2 separate regions of the Pan troglodytes genome follow, and region 2 is linked to region 1. A link is a contact called in public Hi-C data. All regions are on one chromosome and are shown on one strand. Each heading gives the region's core, a stretch centred on a gene start, on an enhancer-like site or on the middle of the called end of the contact. The rest is flanking DNA. Distances are from core to core; before and after follow the strand shown. Region 1 holds the start of NKAIN2 (sodium/potassium transporting ATPase interacting 2). Region 2 overlaps NKAIN2 (sodium/potassium transporting ATPase interacting 2).

What was found. Hi-C and Micro-C count contacts between places; a contact is called where the count stands out from the background.
Region 2: a Hi-C map of induced pluripotent stem cells shows a contact between it and region 1, with 2.8 times the contacts expected there. The contact joins the enhancer-like site here to the promoter of NKAIN2 in region 1. A contact is called at or near these places in 2 of 7 Hi-C or Micro-C datasets (both in induced pluripotent stem cells) and 1 of 1 datasets of contacts at active chromatin or transcription factors (stem cell-derived excitatory neurons).

The regions. Positions count from the first base shown.
Region 1 is chr5:135,680,279-135,686,630 of NHGRI_mPanTro3-v2.0_pri, reverse strand. NKAIN2 (sodium/potassium transporting ATPase interacting 2) reads right to left here and starts at 4,163. Exons shown (of 8, transcript XM_063813414.1): 1 at 3,773-4,163.
Region 2 is chr5:136,672,689-136,679,090 of NHGRI_mPanTro3-v2.0_pri, reverse strand. The region is part of intron 6 of NKAIN2 (sodium/potassium transporting ATPase interacting 2); the gene reads right to left. All of the region lies in intron 7 of LOC104006968 (a long non-coding RNA gene), which reads left to right. Among named protein-coding and RNA genes, the nearest start is that of RNF217, 160 kb to the left of the region's middle. Within about 2 kb of position 3,055, at least 2 of the 24 cell types and tissues checked have an H3K27ac peak or open chromatin away from gene starts, as enhancers often do. A contact at or near this core is called in induced pluripotent stem cells, where this site is marked.

The sequences.
Region 1 (6,352 bases), core at 2,914-5,413:
CACTCACAACATCTTAAGGAAAAAAAATATGTACCTTTGAAAATGGTTAGCAATCCTGTGATAGAAAGTAACTGATCATTCTTAATTAAGTTTCAAATGTACTCCTTCACACAGCTGCACACACAATGTGTACTAACCTAATTGTTAGTTGCACCTGCTCCAAGTTAACAATATTTCATACAGCCCATGGCAATAGTGGCATTTTTCAAGTGTTATTCTGTGGAGTGTAAATCTAAACTTTCTTTCAATAGTTTATGACATGTTTTGTGCCACCCAGAGGTCTAATGTACAAAATAGGGGATTTTGAGTTTCCTTACTTGAAAACAAATCTGTCCTTTCAGTCTAAATTAAGTTATATTCTTTCATATTTTAACGTATTTTTTCACACTGAGAGATATCAGAGTAATTTTTTCCACATTTATAAAAGAACTCTGATTCAATCAAACATTGGGGAAAACATGCCAAAACTTTCACAAGTTGAAAGTTACAAATAGTAAATAAGAAGTTAAAAAATTCTTGTCCTATACCACTACATCCACCATTGCAAATGCAGTGATGATTTTTGTTACTATCTGAAATCTTCAGTTTCTGAGTATTAAGGACAGCAATGGTAAAAAGAAAATTACCTTCTTGAGATTATGAGCTTAAGCTCTAGATTCTGCACATGGAGTAAATCTGTTTCCAGAGATCATACTCCTTTACGTAGGAATCACCCTAAAATCTGAAGTTGGCATAACCATACAACTCAAAGATTTTCATTTATGATATATATGGAAACAGTTTTTCATAAAATGGAAGTTTTGTATGAATCTCTATGGTATGGAATTCTAGTTTCTTGTTTTATAAACGGATCTCCTGATTTTTGAGAAGAGTATATGTTTATCAATACTTGTAGTCTGCCAAACATTAAATTAAATGTATATTTAACTAATTTAAAGCACAGATATAGAATTCTGACAGGTAAATGTCTCTGAAGAATCTGCCTCTGTCCCTCAATTGTTAAATGGTCAAAACACCGTGTCTGGTCTGATAATAACTTAATAAATGAGATCACCATATCCACAATACCAAAAGCCACCTCATCCTCTCCTAAGATTAGCTGCAAATTGGTACAGATGTAAATATTCCCTTAAATTTATTTAAAATACAAATACTTTGCTCCGAGGACTGGAGATTAACGTTTCCAGAACCTTAATCAAGTCACGTAATAAAGCAACTGAATAAAGTTTCTAACTTAGAGTCTCTTTGGCCTTTTTTCCTGTACAGTTACCAAAAAAAAAGATGCCCAAATGTTACAAGAACACATACTAAACACTTGAGAAGTAAACAAAACTGGGTTAACTTTTATTTCAGTCAATGGTACATGAGTCATAACTTAGTCTAGAAACCTGGTTTATTTGTAAAACAATCTACTCATAATAGCGCAAAGACATAAAAAGTTTTTAAAAATCTATTGAGAGCAAAGGAAAACATACACACCCACCTATTTTTTAGTGCAGGGCTTTGCAACTATTAATTTGCAAAAGAATTATTTTATTTAAAATCAAATACTGTATTTCCAAAAAGCAACAATTACCAAGAATCTCTGAGGTCCTTTAAGGTGTGATCATTTCACCCTATCAAAACAATTGCATTTTCTTTGTCCTTTGTTTTTTGTTCTGCATCTGCATTAACATGGCTGCTAATTATATTAGCCTGGTGGCACATAAAGTCTGAATGGGAAAAATCACATGATTCTCATATAATATAAAAACTCCTTAGGATTCCAATATACACTTACTTAGATTGTGCTCTTCTGTATTACAGCTACATCTACTCTGTTAGAGAACTTAATTATAATTCAGAATTTCTGTTTCATAAGTGATGGTGCAACTCTCCAAGACACCATTGTATGTATGGATGCATGCATGTACTCAAGAGCATATGTACATACACACATATGTGAGCACATAAAAACACAAAGGAACCTTTAGCTTTATCATTCTACTTTGAATAGATAGCTTCCCTACTGGTATATTTATGTTTTTCTAAAATCAAGTTCTTGAGGAGTTTGTATTCATCACACAAAATGTCATATAGACCTAGTGCATACATTTGCCATAAGAAAGCCCTATTATATTACGTGATTAGAAGTTAAATCACATTTTTCAAATTTTAAATCGAAAAGAGCATAAGAATGATCTACACACCCACTCATTCTCACATTTTTATGCTTTCACACAGTGAATCAGCAAATGTATTCTTTTTCTGAATAATATATAAAAATAAGAATGTTTTGAAAACCTTTATACAGTTTGGCAGACTTAGCCTAATGGGTTGTTTAACAAAGTAAACTCCCTCATTGTTTTGGTTAGCTTTATTATTAAGAGTAAAAATCCTTCATTGCAAAACTTATATGAATCTGTGGTACAGAAAAATAAACTGGTTTACACATCATTGAGAAACTACCACATTCTGAAAATTACATTTATAGTTCCATCTTTGTCTTACAACCAAGTGCATAAGCGCATAAATCACAGATCAAAATAGACACCATCAGATAACTTTCATGGGAAAGAAAAACATCCTAAGACAACACACAACAAAAAGCACTGTTTCAGCTAATATTACACAAAGCAGCAATAACTAACACTCATGGGCTTCACGACAACTGATAAACAAGAACACTTAAGGAATTCCTCTGCCAGTTTCAATGGCAAATCCTTGCTCTTTTGAACACTTTACTGATTGGACACTTAAACATCTTCTGCCTTGTAGTCACTTTAACCTTTATGAAACAGTTGTTGAAAACGTACATGACTATTCCAGTTAATTTATACTTTCTAAGGAAATATATTTAATGACAAGTGTGAGCAAGTAGCTCCTACCTCAAATTAACCACTTAGAGTGGTATATTTTTCACCTCTCAACCCTCTACTCAGACCCTCCTTCCATTGCCCTTAGGGAATTGAAATTCAGAGACATGACGTTTTCCATTATTGGTTCCTTGCCTCTTTGCAACTGTACAACATTCCTCAAAAAGTACATACAATTCTCCATCCTATAGGATCAGACAACAGTATCTATTTCAGGAGCAATAATATGCATAATGTAAGACAGAATATTTTTTCTTGGAATTGTCTGTGTTAATTGTGATTTAAAGGTTACTGGTTCCGTCTATGACAATGGTGTTGCTGAGTTCACCTAAGTATTTTTGTTCAATCTGCATACTTTAAAAACTCAATGTGGCTAAAACTCAAACAGTCTAAATTAGACTGTTGTAAGGATACCATGTGCCCTAAACAGTGGTTTTTTTAGAGCATTATACTTAAAGACAACATTTTCCTTAAAAAAAGAAAAAAAACATGTCTATGAAGAAACAAAGATACTGCAAAATTAGTATAGAGAAGAAAAGTCCAAAATTCCGTATTTCTCTGTTTAACACCTGTACGGTAAATTGTAGGTGACAATCACGTTGTTACATGAATAGGAATGCAAAGCATAAAGAACAAGAGCTACATCTTGCTTTTCCTAAAGAAATTAAAGACAAGTTTAACCCGCACCTGCCAAACTGTCTTAAGAGGGACAGAAATAGGTGGGAACGGAAAGGCTCACCTCTCCTGTACCCCAGAGTGCGTCTCCCTGAAATCATCTTCAATATAGGCAATATTATCTGTCACCTTCTCTTTTATCTTTTTCGTCCATTCTAGTCAATGGCAGACCCTTTGCTGCACTCCCCTGCCCACTATCTCAAAGACACATTACAGAATAAGGGGACCCAAGTGTCACTTACCAGTTGCATGCCACAGATAAAGATAAGCGTGCACCTGCCACTGCAATAACCCATGGTTTCCGAGACCCCTGCCACAGCCAGACTGTCCCACGTCGGCCACCGTCGAGCCCCCACTTTATCCAATCAGATCGCGGGGAAGGACACGCAAACCTGCCGAGGGCTCGGGGGCTCCGGGCTGCTGCTGCTGCCAGCGTCCTGGGAAGTGACAGGCATTAGGACCTGCTGGCGCGGCGGCGGCGGCGGCGGCAGCTCCAGCCGCGCCCGCCACACATACCTTCACTCGCTCGGTGCACACGCCGCGCCGCGGGCAGTGCCGCCTGCGGAGACGCGCCCGGGGCCCGCAGGGGCAGCAGCGGCAGCCTGGCAGTGCCGCCGCGCCCTCGGGCATCTGGCCCGCGAAGTTTCGCCCCTGCCGCTCTCCGCGCCGCTCGCCTCACGCCCCCCAGCGCGGCCGCCGCCCGACGCGCGCTCGCCCTGCGCTCGCCGCGCGCCGGCTCCGGGGGCGGCAGAAGCGCGCGAGGGCCGCTGCCCGCCTCCCTGCGCAGCCCGCGGCTCCTAGGCACCCTGCGTTGCTGGGCCCGGCGGGCGGGGGTGGGGCGGGGAGCGGGGCGCGGGCCGAGCGGGGGCGTCCGGGCTCCGCGGTCCCCGGCGGCTGCTGCAGCGGCTGCTGCGCGCAATGATGCGGGTCCGCGCCGCGTCCCAGCAGCGGCGCTGCCCCTCCCTTCGCCCAGATGTGTGAATCCTCCTCCTACAACAAATCCTTCAACCTGCTCCCTGCCGCCCCCTCCCAGGGGGCCAACTTTGAGGACCGCAGGGGCTGCCGCCCAGGCGGCCGCAGGCGGCGGTGTCTAGGCGGAAAGGAGCGGCGCGAAAGCGGCGGCGGCGGGGACCGGGGCCTCGGGGCGAGGAGTCTGGGCGGCATGACCGCGGTTTGCTGAGCTGAAGTCGGTCGTGCTCCCAGAGCCACTCCGCGGGAGCGAACCGAGTGTGTGTGTGTGCGCGCGCGCTCGGGGGAGAAGGGACGAAGAGGAGGAGGATTAGGGAAGGAGGCTGGGGTCATGGAACAGGGGTGCAACCGAGGCATCCAGAGCGGCCGGAAAGCCCGAGTGGCGGAGAGGCCAGAGGTGGCGAGAAGGGGCGCGGCGGCACCGGACGCACCGCCCAGCACCTGGCTCCCCTGGGCTCCCGAGGATCTGAAGGGTCGGAGCGCGGAGAGCTACGGAGCCGACCCTGCTTGGGGAAGGGGACCGAGTTGCTGCTGGAGTTGGGAAAAATTAGCAACCGGAGGGAATAGGGATGCAATGAGTTGCTGTTGCTGCTTCAAACTGTTGTTTGTTTTCACTTAAAATATTAAAGAGTCGGAGACTAGTTTAATACTCAGTTACTTCAGCTTCACAGCAGTCCCAGCTGGGTGTGGATTCCTAGTGGAGATGCACCAGCCTCCGCTGAGCACCGGCCTGAAGCTGTGAAGCGGCTGCTACCTGCAGAGACAGGCTTCGGAGCCCGCTGCTGCCACCTGCGGGCGGAAAGCTGAAGGGCGCAACATGCTGGCCCAAGTGGCTGCCCCTGGGGCGTGGATATTTAGGACCAAGTTTCCTTTTCAGCCCTGGCAGCTAAGGAAAGCAACCCTAACTTTTCCAGGAAGTGAAGATTATTTGTTGAGATCCATTGAGGAACTGACTCATTGGGGTGAAGTGTCGCGATTGATAAGAGGATGGTTTAGGGAGCTAAATAGCAAACAGCTCCCTAGCACCCTTCTTAAGAGATTAAGATGACGAAGCCACATCAAGCAGAGAGCTCTCTGTAGCAACTGGAACTTGGCGCCTACTGAGAAAAATGGCATTTATACAGGATAAAGTTATGCTGGGAACCACAAATAAGGATCCCGAATGATTGCTTCCTTTGAATAAACATTATGACGTATCAGAATGACTAAATACAAATAAATTGAATAGAGCAGAGAGACTATTCTCCAGAGCCTGGCACTGAATTTTCAGAAACGATTCGTCAGTCCTAGGGAGCCAAAAAGGGATTAACTTTGTTAAATTTATGGAGCACAGATATTTTATTGCTATAATGAGAATGTCTGGTTTTAATCGCCCCATTTGTAAAGGGGCTTTTCTTCTGAAAAGTGTCTTTCAATGTTTAATAAAATTCCCAAGAGCCCAATATGTGCTCTTAGGCACTGCAAAGCCTGGAAGGTAATAGTTCCACAACCTTTGGTAAAACTGAAGCCAGAGTTATCTAGTGGAAAATGTTTCTCTTAGTTGCTCTTCTGTCTTTATACACATTAGCTGTCCTGTACCTGCTAGGGTTATGGGTATTTTGCATTGCCAAACAGAAAGCTGTAAGTTAATTGACTGTTGAAGAAGCTGCTGCCATACTGTCAAAAGCATTCTATTACCTCCTCAAATTTATCATAGGAACAACACATTTATATGGATCCCTCCATAATCCTGCAGACGTTTCCCTGCAACCAGCAATAGCCTGAGTAATCTTTAGGTTGTATAGGAAAGCAGAATGCTAGCTGTAGCTGACTCCAGCAGTGCCCCACCATAGTTCTTGGACTGTGCCCTTTCA
Region 2 (6,402 bases), core at 1,806-4,305, 990 kb before region 1:
TGTTACCTCTATATTGTGTTGTAGAAACAAAGCTCTGATTGTTCTTAATTAACAGAGGAGAGAGAATGAATCAGCTTCTTTCCCCTCATATTCTTGACTCGGAAATATCAGATTTATTTAACGATGAACATAGTGTGTGTGTGTGTGTGTGTGTGTGTGTATGTGTATGAGTGACAAGCAATATAGAATAATGGAGGCGATATTATGAGAAAAGAAAGAAAATAAGAAGTGAATGTTGAAGAATCAGACTCAGTTTTGACCTGAATATCCAAATTTAAAAATATAGCTTATGTGTTTTCTGTTAGATGATCACAAGAGGGAGCAATTTAATAGAAGGCTGAAAAACAAACCATTGCTCACCAATCTGGGGAGATTATGTGAAAATTATTACATGTATCACTGTTGGAGAATGCTGTTGTCACTAATAGGAACTTGAATTTGATTGACAGGAGGAAAATTTGCATGTAGCATCTGTCTCAGGTGTTGATCACTTAGTTTTATACATGGCAGCATGTCTTTCTTCCTCTTGTTTAGAAAATGACAGGTGCTTTATTCAAATTACTTATTCATTTACTCGGAATACATTGAATTCTGAGGAGATGTCATATTTCCTTGGCAGTTTCCATAAAGGTCAAGGAATGTTTGTGGAGATCCAATTGATTCATTCATTTATTTTGCAAATACTTCCTGAGTCCTCTTCTAGGTTGAGGATTTGGTAGATGCTAAGGATACAGCAGGGAACAAGACGGGGTGGATCTTGGTGGTGTCTCCTACTATTCTTCCATCCTGAGTGAATCAGTGTGTACTGTATTTGAATGTCGGAAGGTCATGAATGAGCTAGTGGCTTTGGGCAAGTCATTTAATCTTTCTGGGCCTATAAAATTAAAGTGCTGAAATAGAGCAGTAGGCAGGTTTCCATCATTTTTAACCCAGTACAACTCATAGTTCAAAACAAATCATAAGCAGAACAAATCGAAATTAAATTAAATAAATGCAGTAACTTCTGTGCTTTGGGCAGAGGGGGGAATGGGAAGGAAAGGTGAAAGATGACACCTTTTTCACCTTGGCCCCACTAGGATTCTGTAGGCATAGCGAGAGATTAGTGGCGTGCAAAGCCTGGGTCTTCAGGCTTTGTGATCCTGTTCAGAGATAACAAAATAAATACCAAGTTTTGGTTTAGTGGGAAACTGGCAGATATGGACAAAATTTTTTCAGTCAGTCACCATCAAATTCATAAGACAAATGTTATCAAGAGAAGATAAATTAGTAAGATACTAAGATTATGTTAAATTTTACTTGATTGCTTCAGTATGATGCCAGATAAGTAAAATAACATATTCTTCTCACAATTCTCCCTGTCAACCTGGCACCCAAGAACTTGGCACCTTTTCTGAACTTCTAATCGTCTCCTCTTAGGTTATGTTTGAAGAGTGATTTATAAATGTGAAAGAAAGCTCAGACTACCAAACAGAATGTATGATATGGCCCTAACAATCAGATGGGAGGAATGCAGTTAGATGATAGATAGATAGATAGATAGATAGATAATAGATAGATAAGAAGAAAGGAAGAAAAGAAGAGAGGATGAAAGGAAGGAAAAAGGGAAGGGAGGAAGGAAGGAAGGAAGGTAAGAAGGGAGGCAGGCAGGCAGGCACATAATATACCAAAATTTGAACTGAGTATCAGAACTCAGAATTATGGGGTTATTTTAATTTTCCTTTTTTTATTTATCTGTATTGTCTATGCTTTCTGCATTCCTTTATAGACAGGAAGAAACAAATATTTTTTTTCAAGGGGAAATAGTTTTCCCTGCTCCCATGTCTACCCTCCCCCATGGTTGAGAGTATGCGATTGTGCTCAAAGAACTGCATTCAAATCCAATGATCCTTACAAACTGGAGAAATGATAAAAACATACAGAATGGAATTCAATATACAGAAGTGTGGGCCAGCAGGCTTTAGAAGAAAAATCAAACAAAAATAACAGAAAATTATTAGCCCCAGAGAAGTGAATAATTTCCTGTGGTTTTCTTTTCAAATGAAAGATTCAATAAATTGATTGTGACTTTTATCCCAAGGCCAGTTGATTTTGAGGAATTCAGGACAGGTTTTGATGCATTTGTGCTTGGTTGGTGTAAATATGCATGTGTCTAACTCCAAGTTTAAGCATCTTGAATTCATTTTTCTGCATTGATTTCAAAATAAGTCCCTTAGGATATTATTTTTTAAATGATATTCCATGTCTCTCTCTAGATGATTTCATCATTAAACAACATTTGCAAATACATTGAATCTCTTTTAGCAAAGAAAATGACTACTTAGTAAAATGAACCCATTTGCTAGAGGACCAACATTTAGTTTTAGTTTAACTATTAAGCCAATGATTTACAAGAATACATAATAAAAATTGAGAAGTAATAAAAATTGAGAAGTCATATGATGATTTCTTTTTTTTTTTTTTTTTTTTTGCTAACATGGATTAGCAATATTTTCCGTGGCTGCATGGCTTCCTTTTAATTGCCACGTCGAACAGTGCTAATAAAGCACTGAGGACAATTCCTGCTTCTATCACTGTGAGTGGACATCCAACTGCAGTGGGGAATAAACCGAGGATGAAGTGAGACAGAAGAGCCACATTTATAATAAAAGGCACACCCGACCAGGAATCTCCAAACATTTTCTTTCTTTACAGAATAGTGTAAAAGAGAACAAGTAGAGGGGAATAGAAGACGGGAGGCCATAAGGAAAGCTCTGCATGGCTGGTGACAGATGAGACAGCAGAGAGCCCTGCCACAAAGACAGCACAGCGAGATGCCTGCTTTCCTGGAGAAAGCCTTTTCTCCCAAGATGTATCACTGCCTTTTCATGAACAAATATATGAAAGTATGTTGTTAAGGTGGCCCACTCAAATAGGGTTCTAAGGTCAAGCCACATCCTCTAGAGCAGGGACCTCAGCTTTTATCCTGGTGAGAAGCTACTCATCTAGAGGCAGATCACCCCACAGCAGGAGATCTTGAGCGGGAATTCCTGCCTGGTGGCAGTCAGTATGGAGCTGGCCTGGCAGCAATACAGCCCTGAAGCCTCTTACCCACAGGCATCTGATGGGCCAGTGAGCTGCATCTATCCTCAATCTGTGCCCCACAGATATTTTCAAGTGTCCAGGACACACGTGGAGTGTGTGTGCGTGTGTGTGTATTTGGATGTGGACTGAATTGTGATCCCCCTCAAATTCATATGTTGAAGGCCTAACTCCTAATATGCCTGACTATATTTGGAAATTGGCCCTTTGAAGAGGTAATGAAGGTTAAATGGGGTCATAAGGATAGGGCCCTAATCCAACAGAAAGTGCCGTCTACAAGGCAAAGACAGAGGCCTCAGGATAAACCAAACCTGAGGTTTCTAACACCTAGATTTTGGAGAGCAAATTTCTGTTGTTTAAGCCACTATGTCTGTGGTATGTTTTTATGGCATCCCTAGCTAACTAATTCATGGGGGAAGGAGTGTCACATCTAATTTGGGATCTCTGCTCTGAGGGTTGCTGTCATCTCCTGGTAGGTACAGCAGATGGCAGTGACACCCTGTGAGTCTGCACAACCAGCTGGCCTGCCAAACTGTGGCTCTGGCTTAGATAACTAAAGGGTCAGAGATGTAAACTTCAAGGTCCAGATTTTTTTCAATGGAAAAAAACAGAAACCCTTGCAATATAGTGTCTGCTATGATGTAAATGTTAGTGTCCCTCCCCAATTCATATTTTGAAACATAATCACCAATGTAATGGTGTTAGGAGGTAGGGCCTGTAGGAGGTGGTTATGTCATGACAGTGGAGCCCTCAGAAATGGGATTAGTGACCTTCTAAAAGAGGCCCCGGAGGGCTGCCTTGCCTCTTTTCCACATGTGAGGCTACAGCAAGAAGGTATCACCTATGAGCAAGGAAACCAGCCCTCACTAGAAGCCATATCTGCCGTTACCTTGATGGACTTTCCAGCCCCCAAAACTGTGAGAAATAAATTTCTGTCATTTATAAGCCACCTTACTTATAATATGTTGCTATAGTACCCCAAAGGAACTAAAACAGTATCTCTATAAATATCAATCAAACTGGGCCCTGGAAGAGTAATGAGATACTGCTTAAAAGGATACATAAGGGAAAAAAGTTCCCAGGCATTTGATGTTCATGAGCCTAACTCTCTGTTTCAATGATGATTTATTGGTATTTCATTGGGTCTAGGCTTGAGTCTTTGCTCATTGAGCTCAAACCCTCTCCATTGCTTCCTGGAGGTTTCTGCCTCTTTCCTCTGAAGTTTCCTGGATACACCTGTTGCTGTGAAGCTGAGGTATCAGAACTGAGCACATAACTGATCAGCTTCATGTTAACTTCAAGAACATTTTGTCCAATTGCCATCATTGGGCCCTTATCTCCACAGCCATTCTAAGCACAAGCTACAGAGCCAAAACTGTCCTCTGTTCCTTATAAGGCTCTTAGTAATGGAAACTTAACCAATTTGGCAAGCAGGTAGCTAGCACCTACTCCTGCCACTATGTTTCACTGCAAATAATGATGCATTATTGCAAATCCACACTGGGCAAAAATAGGCACATAGAGACCCTCTCAGTGTTAACATGTACATTAAATCCCTCCCATGTTTCAGGGTTTGCTTGAGAGTGGTTTTATTTTAACCTTTCACCCAACTTTTTAAGGATCAGGATAATTTTTTGTAATATAATTACCAAAATGATACAGAAATGTCAAACCTTTTTTACTCTATGGATCGGAAGTCATATGTCCAGGCATCGTCTGAGGATAAACATCAGGCAAGTGATTACATACAGAGAATATCAACCCAAAGCATTGTAACCAAAAGATACTCATAACTGTCTAGGTGTGAATGACTACAAGTAAATGAACCTAACTGAAAGTAACCAAAGACAACTGGACAGACAGCCAGCCCAAATGAACATCTCCTCCCACCTGTTTACTAGTCCCATGAACATCTGAGGCAAGCGTCAGTCTACTTGTATATAAAAATTTAGAAGAGTTCATATTTTGCGCACTGAGCAATAAGACTAACATGATAAAACGTGTCTTTGAGAAGTCTGCTTGTGTTTTGGATTAATAAAGGCAGATGTGGTGTGTGGTCAAGATACACATAAAAACATATATGTTATTTTTTGGAGTCTTTCAGGGGAAAAAGCCTTATTAGATGATTGAGAGATAACTTGATCTTTCAACAGATATTGGTGACTTTGAATCTCCTTGAATTTACATTGCTTTGGCCAAAACTTGATTTAGGGCAGAATTCCCTTAGAAGAATTCTCCAGAATATCAAGTGCTTTTTTCTGGAGGTGTCCAGGTTGGAGAGGGGCGGGGGTTGATGAAAAACAGGAGTCTTGTGTTCAAATATTTTGGGAGACTTGCATTAACCATACTTTTAATTTCTATAAATTGATGCTTTAACATCTACAAAATGACCACTAGCTTTTTCCAAGTAAGCCCTGGCTCATCCCCAAAAAACATGTGGAGACTTTAGATAGCTCTAAACCTATGCATTAATAGTCACAGTGAACATGAATTTCATGGGGCGCAACTTTGCAACATAGCTAACCTATCCTAATAAGCCTTCCTACCCTGCCTCATCCATTTCTTCTTGTAGGATTTGAACTAAAGGTTCTGCTCTCTCTCTGCCTCATGGCTGACCCCACTCCTTCCCCTGTGGGGCATGTGGTATTCTCCCCAGGGAACTGTGGATATAATCAAGCCTTAGAACTCTTTCTGGTTTTTCTCTTTGATCTGTATCTGGCCTCAAGGTAATGTGATTAAAACAAAACTGTGGGTTAGAAAACAAAAAAAAGGACATACTTTTTTCTGGCAGTACTCTCAGAAATGTTAATATATAAATGTGCATTCTAAATTTTCAGTGTCAAACTTACTTGGCTTTGGAATCTTTTTTTTTTTTTTTTTTTTTTTGAGCAGTATGTCTTGTGGAACTAGCATTTCTGAGATTTCCTTTGAGAGGTGCTATTCTGGTAAAATACTGATAATGCATGTAGGAGACATGGTATGTCAGTAAGTATTGTCTGAAGATAAAAACGCACTGGTATCATTGTGAAATGAAATCAAACAACATAGCCCAGAGAAAGCCCAACTTCCATATGAAAATCAACTGGGGACTTCCCCTTCATCAGGGATTTGGCACACAGACACTGAATGGTAATATCTCAATGAACTTACATAGTTTGTTTGGTCCACACATTTTAAAATCCGTATATATTTTGCCTTTCCTAATCTTTGAATAAATCTTTTCTGTATAAGACAAGTGCTTACTGGATGTCTTCTCTTGTATAGGCGCTAGGTACCTCAAACTCAACCTGTGCAAACTGAACTAGTGATCTTATTCCCATTTTT